Linked DNA regions of Mus musculus: region 1 is linked to region 2. Evidence: chromatin contacts called from public HiChIP or PLAC-seq data. All regions are on one chromosome and are shown on one strand. The core of a region is the stretch at or near the end of the contact, and the rest is flanking DNA. Distances in the headings are between cores, read along the strand shown.

Region 1 (6,077 bases), core at 1,255-3,754, 560 kb after region 2:
TCTTGACGAATTCCTAAGTCACATATTAATTGTTCCCACCGAACGCAAAACAGCTATCCTTGCGTCCTCCTGGAGTTTTCTGGGCCACAGGAGCGGTGCCTGCAGCGCAGTCTGGTCTCCCGCATGCTGCGCAGCAGAGGAGAAGAAACAAGGACCAGCGCCAGGCACAGGCTTGTCACTGTTAGAGCCCAGATACGGAGGAAGGAAACTACCGACCATCCCTCCGCAACATGGGTCACCTGCCAGTGTGGGAAACCGGCCTCTGCTACTTGGCTCCCTAGAAAGGGGTCTGAGTTGCCGGAAACCCGTCTTTCCCAGGTCCCGGATGGCATCCAGCATTGCGCATCCTGCGCTGGCCTTCGGGCTACCAGCACTCCAGCGTCTTTGGAAGAGTCCATGAGTAGCCCACTCCTGTCCCCTGGTCCCCCACCCCACCACCCAAGACGCCAGGTGCCCAACCGGTGCCCTATCTCGGAGGGATAAGCTCTCAAGTGTTGAAATGCAGTTATGTCGCTGGATAGACCGGGTTGTTCCAGAGAGGCACAGGTTACATCTAGAATTGTAAAAATAGCCCTGGAAATCGTGTCTCCTTGGATTCTCTGCATTGCTGACTTAGCAAATTTACATAAAGAGGGTGGATTCGGCATTTTAGAGCCTGGTTATCTAAGGGTTGGGTTTATCCCAAGGCTAGACAGAATGCTTTGAATTATAGTGGGTGATTTTGAGTGTCTGTTTTGAGTGTGTGTTTTGAGTGGTGTGTGTGTGTGTGTGTGTGTGTGTGTGTGTGTGTGTGTGTGTGTGTGTAAAAGAGAATGGGAGACACACAGAGAGGAGACACAGGGGGGTGGGGGCAGGGAGCAGAGCCAAGCAGGGCTGGCATCCTCGAGCACCTGGTGTCCTTCTTTCCTGCATGGCTCAGGCCTAGGATGCTGACTGAGGACTGGCAGCTTCCAAGGCATCCTTTCCCGCATTCCCACTTTGTTCTCACTGCTCAGGGACGTAGGTGAGGTGACAGAAGAGCCAACAGGCAACTTTACTTCGATTCTGAGTATTCCAGGAGGGGATTAGGTCTGTGGACCATCATGCATGTTCAGAGCCCAAAAGCTGTGGCACAGCTCTTTATGGAAAGGGAAAGAGGGTGGTTTTTTGTTTGTTTGTTTGTTTTTGTTTTGGGTTTATTTTGCTGTTCACTATGGAAAACCAACTCTGCTTCCATCTCACCTGTCCCTGTTGGGGAAGTCATTTATGGTTTGTTGCTTTTTTGCCAAGAGAAGCCCTTAACTCTGTGTTCTTGGGACTCATTAACTCTCTCTCTCTCTCTCTCTCTCTCTCTCTCTCTCTCTCTCTCTCTCTCCCTCCCTCCCTCCCTCCCTCCTTTTTTCGGAGAAGAAGGGGGAATTCGGCCATGCCCCCCCCCCCCACGCTGGTGGTGTTGCTTCTCCAGTAGCCACAGCAAGCTGACTGACTCTGGAGAGCCAGGTTTGCAAGCTCCCAAGTCTTGTTCTATTGGGAAGATTTCTATAAGCATCGTCCCTACCCCTGTATTATCAGCTCCATGGGATACAGTCTTCACCCTAGGCTCCACAACATTCAGGGCTGTCCAATAAATACTGCTATTTTTTAATATTGCATGGCTTGACAGGGCACTCCAGGCCACCACTAAGGGCTGACCATCTGGAGGGACAAGGGTGATACCGGCTTCTGACCATCAAACCTTTCCAACTTGGGCACACACACACACACACACACACACACTTTTTTCCCCATAGGCTCTCAGAGAGAGAAAATCGCCTCTGCTCACATGTAAATATCAGGTGAATCAAATGAAGTGGGAGATGAAAGACCACTATGGAAAGAAAGCCCCTACCACGGTCTTCCCGTGCCTTTGCGCTGCCAGTTCCCCGCTTCTCCCCCACTAAGCGGAAAAGAATCAGTAGCCCGGTGGGAGCTCTGGAATCTTCCAAGGCTAGAGTGTAGGCAGGGCACAGAGTGGAGAATTGAAGCAACGATCTGGATAAATCAGGGGCAAAGCGCTAAACCTCTAGAATGTGACTTATTTTGGTGACGCGTGCTCATGTGGATGGGTGCACAAAGGATGCATTACTCGTGTGATTGCTTCAATTCTCCACTTCCTTTGTGTGGGTGTATGAATTGTCTTTCCAGGCCCAAGCCATTCCGGGGCGCAGGGTGTCCCCTCTCTGAGGCATCCTGCTGGAGTTCCGATCCCCAGTCTCACGGTAGTTCCACCCTGGCGGAGTGGGAGTGGGCACCGAGCAAATCTGTCAGGCGCAGGTGGCTGATCTTCTTCACTTCACCCAGGGCGGTGCGCAGCTCGGATTCCGGCTGGCACTGAAGCCTGCGGGCTAGCTCTCGGGGCACAGTGGCACGGTCGCTCAGGCGCGCTGCCAGAACGAACGGAAAGCCGAAGCGCTCACGGTACTGAGCATTGAGTTGCTGCAGCCGCAGCCTGTCGTCGGTGTCTAGGCTAGTGAGACCTGCTTGGCTCTGCTCACGCTGTGACTCAGCAGTGAGTGTGCCCTGTTGCAGATCACGGCCAGCTAGGTCCGGGTGACAACGCAGGATGCCTTCCTGGCCTGCGGAGAAACACAGACACACTTCAGAGAGTTACTCACTGCAGATCAGAAAGCCAAGCCGGGTCCCCAGGTAGTGGTGTCCCTTTCCACTAAAGGGATGCGAGCCCCTCGGTCCCCGCCAGGACCTGAGGGCGGGTGCGAGTGTCAGGTTGGTCTTTCAGACCTAGGGGGAACGCGTAGAGGAGGAGAGAGGGCAGTCGGGAGGCTGGGAATTTACGACCTGCTCTGCCGAGAGCTGGGGAGTGATAAGAGGTCCCAGCTACTCCTATCTTTTCAAAGTCCTTTGCTCTCAGGGGGGCTTTGATGTTGAAAGGGGGCCGGATGCGAGGGCCCGAAGACTTCCGCCAAAAGCCCTGGAATGGGCTTCGTACTGTCTCAAAGGTGAAAAGACAGGGGCGGGGTGGGTCCAGGGGATAATATCCAAGGGGCTTGACAAATAAATGCCCAGATTTTGTGACTCTGAGTTCTGGGTCTCTGGAATGAGACAGCCAAGGAGCCTCACCGGTCGATTAAGGGCAAAGAAACTCATTTCACCGGGATTTCTTCCGCCCTTGTATGAAAGTGGCTCGACCTTTTGTTATTGTTTTGTTTGCTTTCTTTTGTTTTGTTTAATGACGGACACCCATTTCTGGGGTTGTGTTGTGATTCTTTCTCCTACTGACTTCAGAACCCAAAAGAGCCCAAGTGGACAAAAGCTTTTGTTCATGGAGGCCTTGAAAGCCTAGCTATGGTGTAGCACCGGGGTTTCTAATGCCAACACCAGGGGGTTCTTGGGTGTTCTGGCACACTGTGTCTTTTAAGCACCCTAAAGAACGAAATGGAATTCTAGGGATCAATAAGATCTCAAATGTGGCCAGAAGGACAGCTCTCCGTAAAAAGGAAGGGCCCTCACACCTAACTTACTATAACTGGTTTCCCCACAACCTGGCACCAAATGTCCAAGCAGTTCATGTTAGTAGGAAGTCCACGAAAGTGGAACCACAAGGTATAACTGCCAGCCCCCATCCCCCATCTTCACTAAGCAGGTGTCTATCTTTGGCAGTGGGAATAAGTGAAGCTTTGTTGGAAATGGGAAATAATTCAAACGTCCTTTAGTAAATGTATCTCAATACCCCACAAAGAGGAAAATCCCTTTTAAACATGGTGCAGCCCTCGCTTCCTCAAATGTAGCCCCCCCCCGCCCCATCCCCCCTCCCCAATAACAAGATGGGGAAAAAAAGCATTTGCAAAAGCTAACTCATGGCTAGAGTCTCATAGAAGGGACTCTAGCTCCAGAGGAATCCTGGACAGTTTCTTCTGACCTCCTTGGATACCGAAGCACAAAAACAAGTGACAAACGCACTCATAAATAAAAATAAAAAATAAAAAATATTTTAAAAACGGACATTCACTGAGGACTCAGAAAACAAACGTGAGATCATCGGCCCTAGGTCACAGGTGTACCCTTCCCTTTAAACCCACAGCCCCCCCCCCAACATAAGGGACAGTCAGGCCACCAATCCCAGTCTTCCAACACCATTGTTTCTGACTCCCCTTTCATGGGTACCCTGACTCTAGGCCACCCAGAGTTGGGAGTTCTCTTCTGTACTGTAGCTTGTAGCCGGGCTTTTCCGTGTGGTGCGAAAATGTGAGTGTTAAATTCCCCACCCAGGGGGCCAGGGGCTGGTGGTGCCACGCCAGGACCTGAGCAGGGTTGCCCCACATCTACCCAATTCCAGGATGGACACACAGCTGGGGCTGCTGCAGGGGAGTCAGGCATCTCTTTGCTACTAAAAGACTGCACACCCCCAATCTAGCCTCTCTTATTCTGAGTTTCAAACAGCCCCCCCCCCCGAATCCCCTCCCTAAGGGGGATCCAATTGTTCTACTGTACGTCCTCCCGGGCACTCCAAGCTGTCAATGAAGTAGTTATAGGTGGGATTCTAGGAAATGGGGAGGTCTTTTCTCTCACTGTCCCTCACCAGCCTCCCAGCGCGCATGGGTGGAGCTTGAAGCCAGAGAGCGCTGCCTAGCAGTGTCCCACAAACCTTCTTGCCCTTACATCTCTCTTCTCACTCTTCCTAGGGTTTATCTTCACTCTTGAAAGCATCGCCTGGGTTAATGTTCACCCAACAGTGAGATGTGTTTTCTACTCTTGCAGAGAGGACAAGAGGAGGGGAAAGAAAAGTGGCCCAGAATAGGGTAGAGCAAAGGGCAGGGGGGAAAAAAAAGACACTAAATTAGTGGAACCGAAATTTACACACACACACACACACACACACACACACACACACACACCCCTTTCAGTTGAACTCTGGGATGGTAACCTACTCAGAAGAAACAAAGGTGGTTTGCCCAGCCAAAGACCCCACCTTCACTGCTCCAAATCATGATGCCTTGGGTACTGCCGGGGATAGCATCTACCTACAGGCCCACAGCAAGGGCCTTTGCTAGTCCCCACCAACACAGTATCTCCTTTAAGGTACCCTAGCTGTGCCCTTTAATCCCAGCGGGAGGCTGGACACTGTGGATGGCCAGCCTGCATTCCTGAGTCTCCCTACTTGGGTGGCCCAACACCGCACAGTCTCCAGTCCCTCACCCACCTCTTAAACTTTTTGTGGAAATTCTGATCTCTCCAGCTATGCCACTGGGTGTCATAACTACAGAGTAGACGTAGGGTGGGTGTTAGTTACAGAGAACGCAGGACACAGGTGTCTGCACATAGGAGATTTGCGCTCTTTCAGAATCCATAGGAGAAGGGCAGGGTAGGCAACAGCGCCCCCTGGGCAAGAGGCAACTGCCCATTGCCCTGTCATATGCTCCCAGTCCTGACACAATGGACCATCTGTGTTTCCTAGCAAAGACCAGTTCCTTTACCAGCGTTCTTCTTGCTAAAAATTTACTCCGTTATTTTAAAAGGAGCTCTTTTACATATTTATTTTATTTTAATTTTTGTGTGTGTTTATACATGTGTGTGAATGTAAGCATGTTCACGCACATGCCTAGCGCCCATGAATGACTGGTTGTGAGTCCTGGGTGTAGGTGCTGGGAGCTGAAGTAACTCAGATCCTCTGCAAGAGCAGTAGTTGCTCTTCTTAGCCACAGTGTCGTTTTTTTGGCGGCAGGGTCTCATCTAGCCAAGGCCAGCCTTGAACTCCCAGATCTTCCTCCAAAGTGTTAGAATTATGAATAAGCTCTACCACACTGGGTTTCCATCTGTGGTCTCTTTGTTTTGAACTATGTACACGTGTGTGTGTGTGTGTGTGTGTGTGTGTGCGCGCGCGCGCGCGTGTGAAAGAAAGAGAGGTGAGTGCATTGTAGTCAAGAGACATTTGACCCCATGAGCTGAACTTCCAGGTCGTTTAGAGCTACAGTGTGGGTTCTGGGAATTGAACTGGGATCCCCTGCAAGAGCAGTAGGTGCCCTTAGTCACTGAGCCATCTTTCTAGCTCCTGATTCTGGTGTTTTGAGTTCACTTGTATTGTTCTCTTCTCAGACTTCACT
Region 2 (5,917 bases), core at 141-2,640:
GCCCTTTCAGTGTTTTCCTTCCTTTCTCACAGGGTCTCACTCCATGACTCAGGCTGGTCTGTATCTCATAGCAATCCCCATGCTTCAGTCACCAGTGCTGCGACTCTAGGTGGGAGCCACCACTCCTGTGCCTCAGCCTGCCCCATTTCCACCACAACTTACCCAGTGTTAGGTGGCTCCCCTGACTTGGCCCACAAGGTCTCCCTGGATTCTATACTGAGAATAACAAGTTTGTCTTGTAGATCTGAGTCTTTCTACCTCCTGTACTGCAGGGTAAATTCCCACAAACCCTGCCCAACTCGTTCCTGCCCAGCTTTCGCACACTCAAACCCATTCTGCACATTTCAATCTCAAACCAATGCAGTAATAATGCAGCTGGAGTGGCCCTTCACCCCTGCCTGCTGGATTCCAGGCCCCGAAAGCCCCGTGAGACGTATAAGAGCCCAAAGCCCACGAGTCCCAAGGCTGCAACATGCCCTAGTCCAAACAGACTTAACATCAATTTGATCTTTAGCTCTCTATACTTGCATGCTGTGATTTGCCCATCAGGGACAGTTGATCCAAAGCACTGTGGCCCACTTCCCATTCCTACAAGCAAGAGCACTGCAGGCCACCCACCCCTGCACTGAGTGTATGCTGCTGACCACTCCACAAACCCTCTCATGGTTCCACCTGAAGCCATGCAAATCACACTACAAGCTCTAGGCGGCTCTAAAGGTGAGATAGCGGAAGTCAATGACCTTTAACCTTTGCTCTCAGTGTGGCAAACCCTCTCTGAGGCACTACTTCCTAATGCTGGGGCTCCTCCTCCATGTCCACCCTCCCCGCTGCTTCTGGGCGTTGTCTCTCACCTACCTCTGACTTTCCAGCCTGCAGCTGCCACTTCTAACTTACTTCATGCTTGCTTGAGTATCAGAGCCCGCCAAAGGAAAAGCATAAAGATCTATCCATACAGAGAGCCACCACCCTTTCACTGACTAAATGCCAGCTTCTCCCAACTCACTGGTGGCCTGACTCACAGACCACCCCAATATCCACGGCAACCTTAATATCTCAGTGTCAAGGTCACTTCCTTGAATGAACCTCTTTTTCTTTAAATACAAAAACAGCAAAACAAAACAAGAGACAGCTTTTCACTTGCTCACTAGTGTTAAGAACCAGAAGAATGATAAAAAGACATTAGAAAATCAGAATGGCCTGGGTGATGCCTCTTACCTGTGACCTTGACACTGGAGGCTGAGACACATTGAGTTTGTTTAGTTTGATGTCAAGCTGAGTTACAGAGTTCAAGGCTCGTGTAGGCTTCAGAGGAGATGCAAGGGAGAGGGAAGGCAGGGTGAGGAAGTGAAGGGAGGCAGGAAGTCTTTCTAAGAATAGCTGGGAACCTAGTTACCAGCTTCGATGATTACCTCATGGCAGTGGGCAGCACACACTGGATCAACGCCACCATCTCTAACACTGTAATCTTCCCTTAAAAGCCACTTTCACGTATATGCACGTTCTTTCAAAACAACTGCTATGCTTATTCTTCAAAGATGCAAACGAGTTTTTAATGAAAATCTTCTTGGGGAGGAGAAAGGAGTGAGTAGTCCACGTACCAGTGGCTTCAGATCCCTGAAAAATGCCCTACCTTGAACTTTAGAACTGATACAGGAGGCAGGGCAGCAGCCCCATGTCTTCAGTAAATGTTATGCTCAGTATACCAGCATCTTGCAACCCCCGGACAGACGATGGCTACTTACAGTTTAAAGGGATCAGCAGGATTATACAAATATCAACTCACAGCCAGAGGGAAGAGCTGAAGGGTTGCACTGTACTGCTTACAATGGCCACGTTTTCTTCCTAATACAGAAATAGCTAGAGCTTTCATAAGAAAGCAGTGTGCTGTTCTTAGGTGAAACAGAACTGGATAAAGTAAACATGAGAATTATACTCAAATCTTTCTAACAGGTGTCATTTACAAACGTCTGGCGTGTGCTCCTTTGCAGCACGCCCAGGCTTACACGCACGGATTTATGTTTTCAGTGACACATGACTTTGTCATCACTCCACTCTTCACATTCAGATCCCGTCAGAACCAGACCCTTCCTTAGTCAGCACAGCTGCATTGCTAGCACAGCAGGGGTGGCGGCAGGGACCCAGGATGTGATTAATGTTTTTTGAATGAATGAATGAATGAACAAATAAATGAATGAACAACTGAACAAAAACAGGTGTTCAAACAGCTATGAAATGTGCAAAAAGATGTGGCTCATAACAACGTGAAAAAATGCATACACGCATACATACATATATGCCATATCTAGTATACAGGCTAAGGTTTATAAAGTCAGACAGAGCTCAAAGCCACTGATATGGCTCAAGGCCACCTTAAGGTCTGAGAACTGCTCAGCTGACAGTGAGCACTGACAGTCACCTCACTCACCTGTGTGGCATTTCCTCCATGGTAAAATGGCGCCTACAGGAAGCAGCACTGGCTAGAGGGGCTCACAGCGTCCCTGAGGACTGCAGCAGCCCTGCCTTACCCTTCAATGCTGTTCTCACCATCCAATACCCATCCATGCATGGGGCTCCTGTCCCAATGACACCTACAGCCCCTGACAGCTTCCCAGACTCCGTAACTGTTCTGTTCCGGCTGGCCACCCTCCAGTGCACCTCACAGCACTCTCCAGCACTCTCTGCTTCCATCCCACTTACCTAGGCTGCCAGGCGGCCTCTAATCTCACCTGATCAAAAAACCTAGGATAGCAAAAACTCTTCTCAAGGATAAAAGAACCTCTGGTGGAATCACCATGCCGGACCTAAAGCTGTACTACAGAGCAATTGTGATAAAAACTGCATGGTATTGGTATAGTGACAGACAAGTAGACCAATGGAACAGAATTGAAGACCCAGAGATGAACCCACACACCTATGGTCACTTGATCTTTGACAAGGGAGCTAAAACCATCCAGTGGAAAAAAGACAGCATTTTCAACAAATGGTGCTGGCACAATTGGCAGTTATCATGTAGAAAAATGCGAATTGATCCCTTTCTATCTCCTTGTACTAAGGTCAAATCTAAGTAGATTAAGGAACTCCACATAAAACCAGAGACACTGAAACTTATAGAGGAGAAAGTAGGGAAAAGCCTCGAAAATATGGGTACAGGGGAAAAATTCCTGAATAGAACAGCAATGGCCTGTGCTGTAAGATCGAGAATCGATAAATGGGACCTCATAAAATTGCAAAGCTTCTGCAAGGCAAAAGACACCGTCAATAAGACAAAATGACCACCAACAGATTGGGAAAGGATCTTTACCTATCCCAAATCGGATAGGGGACTAATATCCAACATATATAAAGAACTCAAGAAGGTGGACTCCAGAAAATCAAATAACCCCATTAAAAAAAGAGTGTCCCTACACCCACACTAGATGGCTGCTCACACTTCCATGCTACCTCTGCTTGTTTCTCCTTCCTAGTAAAGTCACACCACATACACACAGAGTTGTGGGCACTCGCCCTCCCCTGTGGAGGGTCAGGCCTCCACAGGGCTGGTATACAACAGGAAATCAGTATGCAAGGATCAATGTGAACAAGTACCTAGTCATCAAAGATAGCACCGGCCGTGGTGGCGCACGCCTTTAATCCCAGCACTCGGGAGGCAGAGGCAGAGGCAGAGGCAGGCGGATTTCTGAGTTCGAGGCCAGCCTGGTCTACAAAGTGAGTGCCAGGACAGCCAGGGCTATACAGAGAAACCCTGTCTCAGAAAACAAAACAAACAAACAAACAAACAAACAAACGAGTGTTGCTGTGGAGCTGAAGGAGTCCTGTGCCTGTGCACATACCGGGAGATAAAACCTAGAACACAGACTTGTTGAATGAGTAGAAACCAAAGTCTGTTCCTTCTCCAAATGCAAACAATTAACAAATGGAAGCGGCAACGAGGGTGACTGTGCTGAGAACGCATGCGCCTCTAACCCTGACCCGGGACGGAAGAGGTCAAGGCAGGCGGTCAGCCCAACAGGGCTTCCCAGAGATTTAAAGGAAAGCATATGAGGGGGAAGACAGTAACCTACTTCATCTATACACCCCACAAAATTCTCAAGAAGAAATCCAAAACCCTGAGGTAAATATTAATGTATTCCAAATCATATTTGCAGATGCCAACAATACCAAGAAATAAGAATAGAAAGTATGAGAAGACACGCTTATCATAAATGTTTAACTGGCATCTGTCTCACTGAAGCAGGCAGTAAGGAGGTCTGCTGCTTTATTCATTTCCTAGATACAAACAAAACCAAAACAAACCCAACAACAACCACAACTTTAAAAACCCTCTACAAACCAGGAAGTCTTCAAGCATGGAATTGAATAGGATGTTCAAAACACTGTAACTTCAGGGCTTGGGCCACTGCTCGATTGCTCATTTATGCTCGCTCGCTCTCTCTCTCTCTCTCTCTCTCTCTCTCTCTCTCTCTCTCTCTCTGTGTGTGTGTGTGTGTATGTGTGTATGTGTGTGCACTAGCTCAAGTGTGTACTCAGCTTGACCTGTGCCCAGCATCAATCAAAGCACAGGTAATCAATTTTTTTTTTTTTTTTTTTTTTTTGGGTTTTTTGAGACAGGGTTTCTCTGTGTAGCCCTGGCTGTCCTGGAACTCACTTTGTAGACCAGGCTGGCCTCGAACTCAGAAATCCACCTGCCTCTGCCTCTGCCTCTGCCTCTGCCTCTGCCTCTGCCTCTGCCTCTGCCTCTGCCTCTGCCTCTGCCTCTGCCTCTGCCTCTGCCTCTGCCTCTGCCTCCCGAGTGCTGGGATTAAAGGCGTGCGCCACCACTGCCCAGTTGGTTTTTTTGTTTGTTTGTTTTTGTTTTTGTTGTTTTGGTTTTTTTTGAGTTTCTTAAAAACAGAAAGGAAAAAAAAAGCCAAAACAAAACAAAACTGTGCAGATCTGGAATCTAAACAAGTAAATGCCTCTCATGAGAGGGAAATGTGGTCTGCAAGAAAGACTCAAATGTTCTGTATATGAGGAAACCAAACACCTCTTACACCTCTTCAGAATGCCCAGTGGCTTCAACAACAGCCCCTAACGGTGCCAGGCAGTCTAGAAGTCAGGGGATAGCTCTTCCTAGACTCATTCCAACCCACTCGATGAGCAATGTAACTGACCACCTTACAGGTACCATTACACCTGAGTATACTCAGTAAAGACCTCAGTCATGGCCATGAGCATCGTACGTGAGAGGGAGATCAAACTCAACAACGACTTACCACCACCTCTACACTGATCTGAGGCAGCAGCACTGCCATAGAGACAGAGCTGGCTAGGAAGGAAGGGAGCCAAGCACCAACTCAGCCACTTCCCAGGGACTCTGCAACCTTGGGCAAAATGATGCCCATCTCATGGAAGTAATGTCTAACTTTAAGTCTTGTAAAAATTAAATGAGAAGTATCTCAAATTAGAAAGAGATGGACCAGGCAGTAGTGGCAATGGCGCATACTTTCGGATCCTGGCACTCAGGAGGCAAAATTAGGCAGATCTCTGTGAGTTCAAGGCCAGCCTGGTCTAAGAATGAGTTCCAGGACAGCCAGGGCTATATAGAGAAACCCTGCCACAAACAAAACAAAAATGTAAAACAAAACAACAATAACAACAAATAGGAAAGAAAACAGACGGGAATTCTCAGTGGCTTAACTGATGTGATTTTTGTTTTGTGGGCAAAGCAAGGAGAATAAGGGGCTCTCTATCTTAAGATTTTTGTTTTAAGAGAAATGAATTAACATAGGAAAGCAATGTACAACCAACATCCCACGGAACTGTGCTTTTGTTTTGTTTTGCTTTGTTTTTACAGGGTGGATGCAGGGATAGAGCATCTTCACTCGGTCCAGGCCGACCACAAACTGATGATCTCCATGTTGCAGGCTGAGTGCTGGAG

Evidence for each region. HiChIP or PLAC-seq counts read pairs in DNA pulled down with a chosen protein or histone mark.
Region 1: a contact with region 2 is called in an HNF4G HiChIP or PLAC-seq map of pancreatic cancer cells. The contact joins two enhancer-like sites. A contact is called at or near these places in 4 of 39 promoter capture datasets (the C10 cell line, hippocampal neurons, liver and 1 more), 4 of 115 datasets of contacts at active chromatin or transcription factors (craniofacial prominence, embryonic basal ganglia, microglia and 1 more) and 1 of 9 other capture datasets (embryonic stem cells).

The regions. Positions count from the first base shown.
Region 1 is chr5:147,312,872-147,318,948 of GRCm38.p6, forward strand. Urad (ureidoimidazoline (2-oxo-4-hydroxy-4-carboxy-5) decarboxylase) reads right to left here. Exons shown (of 2, transcript NM_001039678.2): 2 at 2,113-2,594. The coding sequence ends at 2,233. Among named protein-coding and RNA genes, the nearest start is that of Urad, 6.5 kb to the right of the region's middle. Within about 2 kb of position 2,505, at least 57 of the 459 cell types and tissues checked have an H3K27ac peak or open chromatin away from gene starts, as enhancers often do. A contact at or near this core is called in pancreatic cancer cells, where this site is marked.
Region 2 is chr5:146,756,736-146,762,652 of GRCm38.p6, forward strand. The region is part of intron 3 of Usp12 (ubiquitin specific peptidase 12); the gene reads right to left. Among named protein-coding and RNA genes, the nearest start is that of Usp12, 35 kb to the right of the region's middle. Within about 2 kb of position 1,391, at least 55 of the 459 cell types and tissues checked have an H3K27ac peak or open chromatin away from gene starts, as enhancers often do. A contact at or near this core is called in pancreatic cancer cells, where this site is marked.